Linked DNA regions of Sus scrofa: region 2 is linked to region 1. Evidence: chromatin contacts called from public Hi-C data. All regions are on one chromosome and are shown on one strand. The core of a region is the stretch at or near the end of the contact, and the rest is flanking DNA. Distances in the headings are between cores, read along the strand shown. Region 1 overlaps FBXL17 (F-box/LRR-repeat protein 17). Region 2 overlaps FBXL17 (F-box/LRR-repeat protein 17).

What was found. A called contact is a pair of places that touch in the nucleus more often than the background predicts.
Region 2: a Hi-C map of skeletal muscle shows a contact between it and region 1, with 2.7 times the contacts expected there. The contact joins two enhancer-like sites. A contact is called at or near these places in 1 of 5 promoter capture datasets (liver) and 3 of 47 Hi-C or Micro-C datasets (liver and skeletal muscle).

Annotation. Positions count from the first base shown.
Region 1 is chr2:113,040,521-113,046,995 of Sscrofa11.1, forward strand. The region is part of intron 8 of FBXL17 (F-box/LRR-repeat protein 17); the gene reads right to left. Among named protein-coding and RNA genes, the nearest start is that of EFNA5, 220 kb to the left of the region's middle. Within about 2 kb of position 4,076, at least 1 of the 83 cell types and tissues checked has an H3K27ac peak or open chromatin away from gene starts, as enhancers often do. A contact at or near this core is called in skeletal muscle, where this site is marked.
Region 2 is chr2:113,124,445-113,130,279 of Sscrofa11.1, forward strand. All of the region lies in intron 8 of FBXL17 (F-box/LRR-repeat protein 17), which reads right to left. Among named protein-coding and RNA genes, the nearest start is that of EFNA5, 310 kb to the left of the region's middle. Within about 2 kb of position 2,702, at least 1 of the 83 cell types and tissues checked has an H3K27ac peak or open chromatin away from gene starts, as enhancers often do. A contact at or near this core is called in skeletal muscle, where this site is marked.

The DNA.
Region 1 (6,475 bases), core at 2,826-5,325:
TGCCAGTTACAAGATTCATAAAACTAACTGCATGTCAATATAGTAACATCAGACAGTTAGAATTTAAAAGAGAAAAAAGATTCTACTGACAATAACACATAAAAAACCACTTTATATAGGAATAAACCTAACAAAATATGAAATGGCTTTGTGGAAAAAATTATAAAACTTTACTAATGGGCATAAAAGAAGACTCAAAATGGAAATTTGTACTTAATTTATAGACAGGAAAACTCAATGCTATAAAATATATCCTATCTTGGAGTTCCCCTTGTGGCACAGCGGAAATGAATTCGACTAGGAAACATGAGGTTGTGGGTGTGATCCCTGGTCTCACTCAGTGGGTTAAGGATCTGGTGTTGCTGTGAGCTGTGATGTGGGTTGCAGATGCGGCGCGGATCTGATGTTGCTGTGGCTGTGGTGTAGGCTGGCAGCTACAGCTCCGATTAGACCCCTAGCTGGAATCTCCATATGCCATGGGTGTGGCCCTAAAAAGACAAAAGACAAAATATATATATATATATATATATATATACACACACACACACATATATACACACACACATATATACACACATATATATATACATATACATATATCTTAAAAAAAAACCCTGTACATTCAATGCAATCCTTCCAAAAACCAACAGCTTTAAATAAAATTTATAAAATTGCTTATGAAATTAATCTGAAAAAATACTGAATAAGAATGAGAAAGGTAATTTTGAAAAATAATTAAGGGATATAAATCTACTAGATTTACTGTCAAATACTGAATTATAATATAAAGTTACAGTATCTAAAACAGCAAAGTATTGGTGACAGAATAGAGAACAGAATAGAAGAGATTCCAGAAATAGGCTTATAAATACATGCTAACTTCTGTCTATGAGAGAAGAGCCATATCAAATTAGAGGAGAAAAGATGTTAATAACTGATAGACAACATACCATAATTAAATAAAAACATGCAGATCACAACCTCACATGTAAAAATATAAATTCCAGGTCTTAGAAACCTAAACTAAAAAAAGAAAACCAAAATAATGACAATATTATAAGATATCTTTTTGATTTTGTGTTGAGAAGGGTTTACTTAATAATAGGGAACAACAACAACAACAAAAACCAATAGAAAATGGTGTTCACTCTGTGTCAGGACTTTGCATGTATTAACTCACATACCTCACAATCACCTATGAGGAAGATACTACTATTAGTCTCATTTTACAGCTGAGGAAATGAAGGCATCAAGAGGTTATGTAAATCATCTAAGATCTCAAGGTCAGTAAATGGCAGAGTTGGAATTCAAATCTCTGGACTCAAGGCCTAAAAAATACATTAAAGAGCAGATTTATAAATGTGGCCCTGTAAAATTCAACCTCTTTAAAGACAAAGATATTTTAAGCTAAGGTAAATAAGTAGCAGATGAAGAGAAACTATTTGCAACATGTGACAAAGAATTAGTATCAAGAACATTTTTTTAAATCTGACTGAAGTCTATAAAAATAGAAAAATGAACAATAGCTACAAATAATTTAGAGATGAAGTCAAATCGGCTAATAAATACATAAAAATATTCATCTTCACTATGAATTGAGAAAATTCAAATGAAAATGTCATTTAAAGGATGTTTCTTATCAGACAGAAGAGCAAATAAAAAGGTTTGATAATACAAGGTGTAGGGAATAATTAGGAAAATGAGCACTCTTACACTGCTGAGAGAATTATACATCTCTGTGCCCATTCTTGAGGACAATTTGGAGATACCAATTAAACTAAAAATGAGCATTACTCAAGATCCAGATGTTTATGCTGGATCATAAATGCTCACTTTATGGAGTATTTACTGTGTGCCTATGTGCTGAGTCTGTAACTCAGCACCTTAAATATATTAACTAATCTAATCCTCATAATAATTCTATGATGAGGAGAATGACGTTTAGATTGTTTAGGTAACTCATCCAAGGTCCCTTAGCTAAAGTAAGTCAAGACCTGGAATCTAACTAGCAAAATATATTGCTTCTATGAACATAGGGAGATCCACTGAGGAATTTTTAACGGTGAAAAATGAAAAAGAGCTTAGGGGAAGAGATGAATATGACATGTCATATTCCTTTCATGAGATTCATAAAGTAGTTAAAGAATGAGCTAGACCTATATATATTGATACAGATGAATCTCAAAAGAATGTTGTTAACATTGAAGTCATGTACATATGAATATGCACAACAGTGGCCTGAAAGAAGTACACTTGTCATGGTGTTTTCCACTAGGGAAGAAAAATGAAAGCCAAAAGGAATTTCAGTTTTATCTGTAACATTATACACATTTTTAAAGAACAAAGTATTCACATATCATTAGTACAGTTAAGATGTAATGATAAAGAGAGTTCACAACTTGGTGCCCAAAAGACTTGGGTTCAGATTTTAAGGTTGCCATTTATTTTCTTATTTGGCTAAGGAATCAAATGTAAAGAGGTGTGATTTAAGGACTCTGGAAAGACTTCAGGTTTGGTGTCTAGGTGGGTGCTTAGGGACCCTTTGTCTTCTTTTTCTTTTTTTGTATTTTTGTCCTTTTAGGGCCATACCCATGGCATATGGAGGTTCCCAGGCTAGGGGTCTAATCAGATTTGCAGCTGCTGGGCTACGCCAGAGCCACAGCAACACCAGATCTGAGCTGCGTCTGCAACCTACACCACAGCTCACAGCAACACTGGATCCTTAACCCACTGAGCAAGGCCAGGGATCGAAGCTGCAACCTCAGGGTTCCTAGTCAGATTCGTTTCCACTCTGCCACAATGGGAACTCCTAGGGACCCTTTCTGAGAGAGTTTCAGTAACTTGACCAGAGTAGGAAATACCTATCATAAGATTTTAAGTAGTTTGGGAGTTCCTTTGTGGTGCAGTGGGTTAAGGATCTGGTGTTGTCACTGTAGCAGCCTGGGCTGCTGCTGCGGCATGGGTCCCATGCCTGACTCGGGAACTTCCACATGAAAAAAAAAAAGATTGTAAGTGCTTTAAAAGAGGAGGCCATATTTTGTATCATGACAGTAATTAGCTTTTCATGCAATATGCTCACAATAAATACTTACTGCATTATTAGAGACTTTAGGAGGATATGTGTTTGTGTGAGAGCATGAGGGTTGGAGTTTTAGGAAGCTGAGATGGACTATGGTATTGACTATCAGGACAGTTGCCACGAAGGAGAAAGAGAAGGCTATTTGTGTGGAACTGAGAGACTGAAGAGAGGTTCAGTTTGCTGCCTCTGATATATTCTGAGTAGGCAGAGGGGGAGGTGTAGAAATGGGCATCAAGTCTTGGAGTAGGATGGAGGAGATGGATGAGAGAAGCAGTGTGCAGGCTGTTGGGTTAGAGAAGTGACATTTTCTTCTGGGCAAGGAGCAAAGGACAGGAAGATCTGTAAAAGAGTTGGTGGTGATACTGACAATGGTGATGATCACAATGATGATGGTGTCACCCTGTAAATTTCCTTGATCCTCTTGGAACACTACTTGGGGTACAAAAGATGTAGCGCTTCCCTGAGAATCTCTGATCCTTTAGTGAAGCAGATCCACTAACTCTTTACCATACCACATCCTGGAGACTAGGGGTGCAGTCAGGAGGGATGAAACGCCACATTCTTTTTTTTTTTTTTTTTTTTGGTCTTTTGTCTTTTTAGGGCCGCACCCATGGCATATGGAAGTTCCCAGGCTAGGGGTGCAATCAGAGCTATAGCTGCCAGTCTACACCACAGCCATGGCAATGTGCGATCTGAGCTATGTCTGTGGCCTACACCACAGCTCATGGCAATGCCTGATCCTTAACCTACTGAGCAAGGCCAGGGATCAAACCTACATCCTCATGGATACTAGTCAGGTTTGTTAACCACTGAGTCACGAAGGGAACTCCAAAAGACCTCATTCTAATCCTTAGCCTTTTCTCACTTTGTCTAAGGACAGCATTCAGGGCTTAGCTTTACAAACTCAGCATGGGAGGATCCTATTTCCTAAGGGCAGTGGTATCACTGCTCATTCCGCAAACACTGACAGTGTGGGTAGAAATTCAAAACCAATTTAGGGCCAAGTGAGGGCAATTTTAGGACTGTTAAAAATAGCAAAAGAGCATGTGCCGTACAACTGAAATGGATGTATTTGGATAAGCGTACATAAATTAAAAGTAAGAATACAGGGAAAGAATTCAGATTTCATTCTAAGGTTTCTTTCTTTCTTTCTTTCTTTCTTTCTTTCTTTCTTTCTTTCTTTCTTTCTTTCTTTCTTTCATCATGGCATGAGTATAAAGTGCAACCGTGAGTCCACTATTTGAAAGTTCAGCCTTCTACAGGAATGTCATTATAAAGTTAGTAGAAAATCTAAATGTAAAACCAGTAAAATGTTTATCAAATCTAGCTCTTTTCTAAGCCCTACAAGTAGTTCACTGAAACCAGACAGCATTTAAAATCACAGAGTATAACCCAATTTAATGTAGAATGATGGGGTAGTGGGGTCACTAGGGAAGATTCCACACACATGCTGATTACAATCCTCTTTTGAAAAGTGAATTTGTTTTCAAAATGTATTAAGGATTAACACGCTGAAGTAAGGTTGCAATAGTAATACTAGAAATACCCAAACAATGGGATTGGATGACCTCTCTGCTGAGAGATGAAGGGGATAAATAAATTTCTCCCAACTGGGTACAAAAGGCGTAATTCTTAGATTAAGCTTAGGGACCTAAGTCTGCACCCTTTTTTAAGGACACAGTTCCAGAGGATAATTTTCTGGCTGCTTCCTAATTATTCACCATCCTTCCCTTGTTCCAAAAATGCTCAGATTTTCCTTCAAGAATCAACCAATCCCTAAATTCTTAGCTGTACTGAGTTTGGATTGAACCCATCTTCAATCCTGGAGTTAGGCTTTGAAGAACTTAACCACACCTATGCATTCCATCCCTGTGGCCACAGTGATAAGTGGACATTTGATACATGCCAGTCCCACCAGAGTAAACCCCAGGACATGGCTGGGAATACGGGGACACAGATTCTTTCATTCCTTGGATGGTAATGACAAGGTATTGGGTCTATAACTACTATAACCCTTTTTGCTGTCACAAGGAGACTCTGCCTAAGGACAATACCAATAGGCTAAGGGAGGCAAAAAGGAAAGAACTGCAGGAAAACAGAACAGGAGCCTGGGAGCACAAACTATTGGTCCAAACCTCACAGGTAACTAGAACTAGCTCTTCAAGTCTCTGAGACAAATAAATCCACCCCTCCTTTTTTGTTTAAATCAGCTGAATTGGTGTTCTTATTAATTGCAACTGAAAGGTTCATAACTGACAATATTCCATTCGTGTGATTAATGGTTTTTAAAATAAATATGAATAGAAGACTGAACTACATTTCAGTCTTTGATGGAGAGGCTAATAAACTATCTTTTGAGTAGAGGAAAACTAGTTTCTTACTATAATTGAAATTTTAAAATATATTATTTGCTTAGACCCAAGCATCCCTTCATTATTTTTGGAACTTCCTAAAATTTATGCCATATGGAATCTGGAGGGGGGATGTTTGAATTCTAAATGAAGAGTCTCAACCATTACAAGCTGCATAAAACATAAGTAAAACATTTTTGCCAATTTTTTTTTATTTGTATACCCTATTTTAGATCTGGGAATCTGACACTAAAAATGGTCTCAGATTTAATGTTGATTGGTATTCAATGCCAACAATAAAAAAAGAACCCTAGTTAATATGTCTTTGGTGTTTTTATTTTAGAGAACTGCTATTTCATAAGAGCGGTTTCCCAGATTGAGTAGGGGCTGGGGTGGGGGGATGGTTTATTCTTTTCATGTGAAGAAAAATTTCCACCAATAGTCTGGAAAAATATGCAACAGTCTTTTCTGCAAGAACTTATGAAAGTAATGAGATTTTTTTCCCCCTTAGCTTCTAAGAAATTTACAGTGAGCCACATTGTTCTTGCGTAATCTAGTCTTGGGACATATAATTTTAGAACCCAAATGTACCTTTCTGCATGTAAAAATAAAAGTAATTTTGGTGCTTATAATAAATCAATAGTTAAACAGGAGAGCTGTGCTTACTCTAGCCTTGTCTGCTGCCTTGTTCAATGGCTAGAACCAAATACCTTAATCCAAACTTGACTTCCCAACATTTCATCATTATTGCGCATTCTCGCTGTCTCCCATCTGTGTTCAATCAGACTGACATCTATTGCTTCAGAGAACTTTACACATCTGCCAGCAGACAAAGGACGCTTGGTGCCAGATATCCATGCTCACCCATAGGTACCTCTGGACTTTGCACCTCTTTTTTTGCAGGTATTTTCTCTCAGTATACAAAAGCTTTCTTCCCTCGTACAGTAGATTTTTCTCCCTGTGGTGGCACAGTCCAATAAGAGCCTAAGCTGGTTGCTTAAAGATCGTCTGTGTAGAGCAGACCTCACCTATGCCCCACTGGGTG
Region 2 (5,835 bases), core at 1,452-3,951, 83 kb after region 1:
AAAAAGGACCACCATGCTGGCTCTAAGAGAAAGCTTCAAAGTTCCTTTCTGTTCTTCTCCTAACCCCTCTTCCTTTCTCTCCAGGGGAGAGGAGTGTGATTCTGACACTGGATTCCAAGATCATAATTAAGCAGAATGTCTTAAGGATGAAACTTTCTAAAGAGACATGAGCTTTTCATTACCGTCTGTGGTGGTTGCTTTCTCCATGCAACCTTCCATGAGGTTCCACTCAGCACCCTCCCTACTATCCCTTTTCCTTCCACATGGGCAGCCAGAACTGGAGCTATTGCCCCAGGGACAAAAAATGTGCCAGAGTACAGATGGATGTGTCTTTTTGTTTCAGGGGGGTTACCAATTCTAAGATTGGTATCTGGGGGCAGAAAGCTACTCGGTCCTTCCATCAAGACAAAAGGATAATTGCAGGTATTATTTTTTAGTCAGAGTTCTCTCTGATTTAAAAAAAAAAGTTAGGTTTGGGGTCAAAGATGGTCATTCATGTATTCACTAATTAATTATTAGGTGAGTAACAAATAAGGGTGAAAACTCTGGAGTTAGTTCTTATAACTTTGAATTTAAGCTCCATCATAGAACCTGCATAACTTTGGGCAAGTTATTTAATTTCTTGGAGTCTTAGTTTGTCTCATCTGCAATATGAGAATAATAACAATAATAACTCCTATTAGAACTGTTGTGAGAATTAAGGTAATAAATGTGGAAACCCTCAAACGGGCCTCACACAAGTGCTCAATAAATATTATTGATAACTTCTTAGTATAAGAAATATAAATAATACTGTCTTGCTTAAGCAGCAGCTAAGCAAAGGAGGACACAGACAAACACGAAAGAAAAGGTCCTTGCCAGGGAAGCTGACTGATGGTATTGTGCAGTTGTCTCTCTTAGGGACTGTAGGGATCTGTCTGTGTAAGTAAGATTCCTAAGGTGCAGTACCATCTTACTAACAACCTAATTTTATGCTGATAATAAACATCAACTCCAGAATGAAGCAAGACCAAATGTGAGGCTAACTGGCTAAAATCTTGCTTCTATTGGAAGAAGCCCAATTTTTTAATGAGATTTTTATTTTTTCCATTATAGCTGGTTTACAGTATTCTGTCAATTTTCTATTATACAGCAAGGTGATCCTGTAACACATACATGCACACATTTTTTTTCTCACATTATCATGCTCCATCATAAGTGACTAGATATAGTTCACAGTGCTTTACAGCAGGATCTCATTGCTTATCCATTCCAAAGGCAATAGTTTGCATCTATTAACCTCAAATTCCCAGTCCATCCCATTCCCTCTCCCACCCACTTGGCAACCACAGTTCTGTTCTTCATGTCCATGGGTTTGTTTTCTGTGGAAAGGTTCAGTTGTGCCGTATATTAGACTCCAGATATAACTGATGTTATATGGTATTTGTCTTTCTCTTTCTGACTTACTTCACGTATTATGAGAGTCTCCAGTTCCATCCATGTTGCTGCAAATGGCATTATTTTGTTCTTTTTTATGGCTAGTAGTATTCCATCGTGTATATATACCACATAAAGAAGCCCAATTTTAAACTTCAATGCTGCCTTACTAACGAAAGATTTTAAGAAGTGGTAGTATTAATAGGCATGTGAAAGAAGATGAATTAAAATGTACATGACTGGGAGTTCCCGTTGTGGCGCAGTGGTTAACGAATCCGACTAGGAACCATGAGGTTGCGGGTTCGGTCCCTGCCCTTGCTCAGTGGGTTAGCGATCCGGCGTTGCCCTGAGCTGTGGTGTAGATTGCAGACGCGGCTCAGATCCCGCGTTGCTGTGGCTCTGGCGTAGGCCAGTGGCTACAGCTCCGATTCGACCCCTAGCCTGGGAACCTCCATATGCCGCGGGAGCGGCCCAAGAAATAGCAACAACAGCAACAACAACAACAATAACAACAAAAAAAGACAAAAAAAAAAAATGTACATGACTGTAAATAACTGAAGCCCAAAACACAAAGAACATCAGCCTTTCCTTTTGGCTCCTTGTGTCCATCTTCAAAGGTGGGGGCTTGTTTTCTAAAAGCCTATGTCTGATTTGTCTGATAGGACTACACAGCTTCTGAAAGTAAAGACAAGACTGTGAAAGGCTGGGTTCAAGAAACAAGGCTGAGGCTGAAGAGTGTGTAGTCCTAGAGGTCTAGGGAGTGTCATGGAAAGCCAATATCATACACATAGAAGATGTCTATGTTTTTAAATCTACATTATTTTTTTTAATTTGAAAGAGGATAGTGTTCTCTGGAGCAGTGATACCTAAACCTAACTCATCATAAAACTCACCAGCAAAACACCAAGTAACATTAACAAAAAGCTACAGAGCTCTGCCTGCCACCCTCATCCCCTCACCGAACCCCTGCCAAGGGTCAGCTTTTAGTAGGTCTGATGTAGGGATGGTAATTTGTACTCCCTTTTCCCCACAAAGCTACCTGGAAATTTTGATGGCAGTACCAGGATTGGATGCACTCAGCTTAGTCTGATCTTTAGATCATCAAGTCCCCACTTGCCACAGCCACCCTGATTTCATTCTTCTGGGGTGGCACCTGGAACTGGTATTTTACAATGCACACCCAAGCGATCCTAAATACAGTCAGACTATGTACCCTGAGCCCCAGTCAATGCTTTCCTGCTGAGCATTTTATTGCTAAACTGGAAGTGATGTCTGTGCATCAAAGCCAAGACCACATGTCATTGTCATTACTGGAAGATGTTACCTGAGCCCTTACTCTGCGTAAGCTACAGCACTGACTGAAGACACAAATATAACTTGTTACATCCTAATCAAGGATGAAGCCAAGTTACAGATAAGATTACAAATTAAACCCCAGGCCATCAGCCGTGCTATGTAACCTTCATCCACTTTCCTTCATCCACGTCCCCCTGAAGGTTGCTCTTTCAGATCTAAGTTTCTCTTACTACTTTGTCTCTTTCCGGTTTTGGTATTTAGATACTGCTTATGCTGGGAGAAAAACAATCCTGCATGGTTTATCCATTATTTTACAATATCCTGTCATCGGCTTGGAAAATGAGGAGTCATGTAATTTGTTTTCAGGGGTTCGTTCTATAAAACACACTTTAACATATCATTCCATTGCTTAGGGTAGGGAGATTTAATCATAGTATTTAATGAAATAAAAACTAAATCAGAATTTCTTCCAAATGAAGTGAGAGAAGTGATGAAGTATGACTACAACTGTTCATATCTAAAAATACTGCGATAAAAATTATATACACACAAAATGACTTTTAAAAATATAAAACTGAGGCAGGCAGGTATATGACCACATAATGCTGGGATTTTCCTTACGACAAATAAGAACTAGGAGGAACTTGGTACAAACCATCTCTCTTTATGCAGTTTAATGATTAACAGACCTAGTCAGACTAGGAAGAAATTAACTCTCGATTATGAAAATATAACATATCACAAATACCCTGCACTAAAATGAAAAGTATAATACTCAAGAGAGAGCACAGTGAAATCTTCTATTATAGCACATCAGACAAGAATACTTTGTCTCCTTGAGACTGAAACTAGAATCCAAAAACTGACAGCCTTGGGAAAGATGCATCAACAGAGCTCTGACTCTTCCAATTTCTATTATTATTTTTTTTAATGTTAAAAACCTTGCCATAATTAAGCAGATTTTGAAACAGGAAGAATTACTCATGTCAGTTCTAAGAGTGCTTTGGGGAGAAATTTTTTTAAATTTTTATTATGGAAAATTTTCAACAAACACAAAAGTAAATATATATATATGTATATATATATGATAATCTTCCATGTATCTATTACCTAGCTTCAACAATCAATGCATAGGCAAAATTGTTTCATTTAGACCCCTACCTATACCCCCGGTCTAAAGTGCACACACTGACTGGACTGTTTTATTAAAGCAAATGCCAAACAGCATGACATATCACTGGGGGTGGAGGTTGGGGTTGGCATTTCATCAAGTTATTAGCCAGCACCTGAATAATTGGGATTTTGTTTTCTTTTTTCAAAGCATAGTTCTTGTACATTTTTTCATTCCTAACATTTTTTTTCTTTTATGTTTTAATTCTTTTATAAACTTGCCTGGACAAAAAAAGCTTCTTTTAGACTGGCATGGCAAGGTGGTCGTTGACCATTCTTTATCCATGGGTATTTCTGATATATACTCTGGAGCTCTATCATACAGATCATCAGGTAAGAAATTACAGAGATACAGGGGTTTACTAAACCCCCATTTGTAGACATGTTCTAAACAAAGCTATTAAACGTGTAATTTTTCTGACATTTTGATGTATCAGGAAAGTTCAATGTCAGTGCAGCCTCCACTTTTACATACATTTGACAAAGTAATAAACAGTGTAGGCAGATGCTTTTCACATATCTAAAAGTCAAGGCCTGAATAAACAGGAACGTTTCTTATATTTTCCTTTAACTATTTAATCAAATATATATTTTTAATATATATATTTTCATAGGATGTTCCATTTTTACATGTAATATCTTCTTTTAATATAATGCTTGTGATAAAAAAGTGGGTAGGTATTACTGTTCTTCCAGGAATCTTCCTTTAAATTGTACTTCTTTGTACTGTGGCATTATCCTAAATAGTTAAGTTATGGCAATGTTAAAACAAAATGTGGTGGTACACCAAAATTTATTTATTTATTTGTTTGTTTGTCTGTTTATTTTGTCTTTTGTCTTTTTTTTTTAGGGCCGCACACGCCGCATATGGAGGTTCCCAGGCTAGGGGTCCAATCAGAGCTGTAGCTGCTGGCCTACACCACAGCCACAGCAACACGGGATCTGAGCTGTGTCTGCAACCTACACCACAGCTCAAGGCAACGCTGGATCCTCAACCCACTGAGCAATGCCAGGGATCAAACCGCATTCTCAAGGATACTAGTTGGGTTCATTAACCACTGAGCCATGATGGGAACTCCAACACCAAAATTTATATCTGATAGTCACAGCCAACCAGTTTTTGGATACAGTCTGTCCTACCAGATCAAGCTCACTTCAGACTAACAGCCTTTAGCTCAAGAAAGCATGATCCCTTCAGTGTCCTAGTCAGGGCTGCAGTGCAGAAATCGAAGAGTAAAAATTAGCAAGTAGAGAATTTCAAAGTTATATTAAAATTAGGCTAAAATTATCATTATGATTAATTCAGTATATTTTAAAATAAATTTTAAAGATTAAAAAAAAGAATAACTCAGAAGGCTTGGCAGAGACAGAGTAACACTGACTCCCCAACAGAATAAACACTGATTCATAAAGCTGGCTTGTTTTTCTAACTATTCAAGAAGGTTTCAAAATTATTTCCAATAAAGGTGAGTGACATGGTACCACAAAAAATTGTTTTTAAAAAGAAAATCTTCCATTTTTATGACAAATAATTTTGATTTTTTTTTAAATCAGTGAAATGGTGTGTTTTCTTAATATGGGCATTGCTTTAACTCAGAAGATATTGTGGTAGGGCAAAATCTGTGTGTGTGTGTGTGTGTGTGTGTGTGTGTGTGTGTGTGTGTGTGTGTGTGTGTGTGTGTGTATTAGCTTCCCTTCCTCCCTTTGAAGCCTGAGATAATTCATTTAATTCATTTATGAATCATTTATCTTCAGGCTGAAGATTGCATTTAAAATTGAATATTAAAATATAAACATAAAAGACAAAAAGCATACTATAAAACTTATTTAGATATTTCTATAAGTCATGTATGTTTAAAGAAAATGTTTTTTAAGCTGAGAAGGAGGCAAAATTAATCTATGCTGTCAGAAGGAATGATAGTGACTACCCTTGTGATAGGTAATGACTAGAAA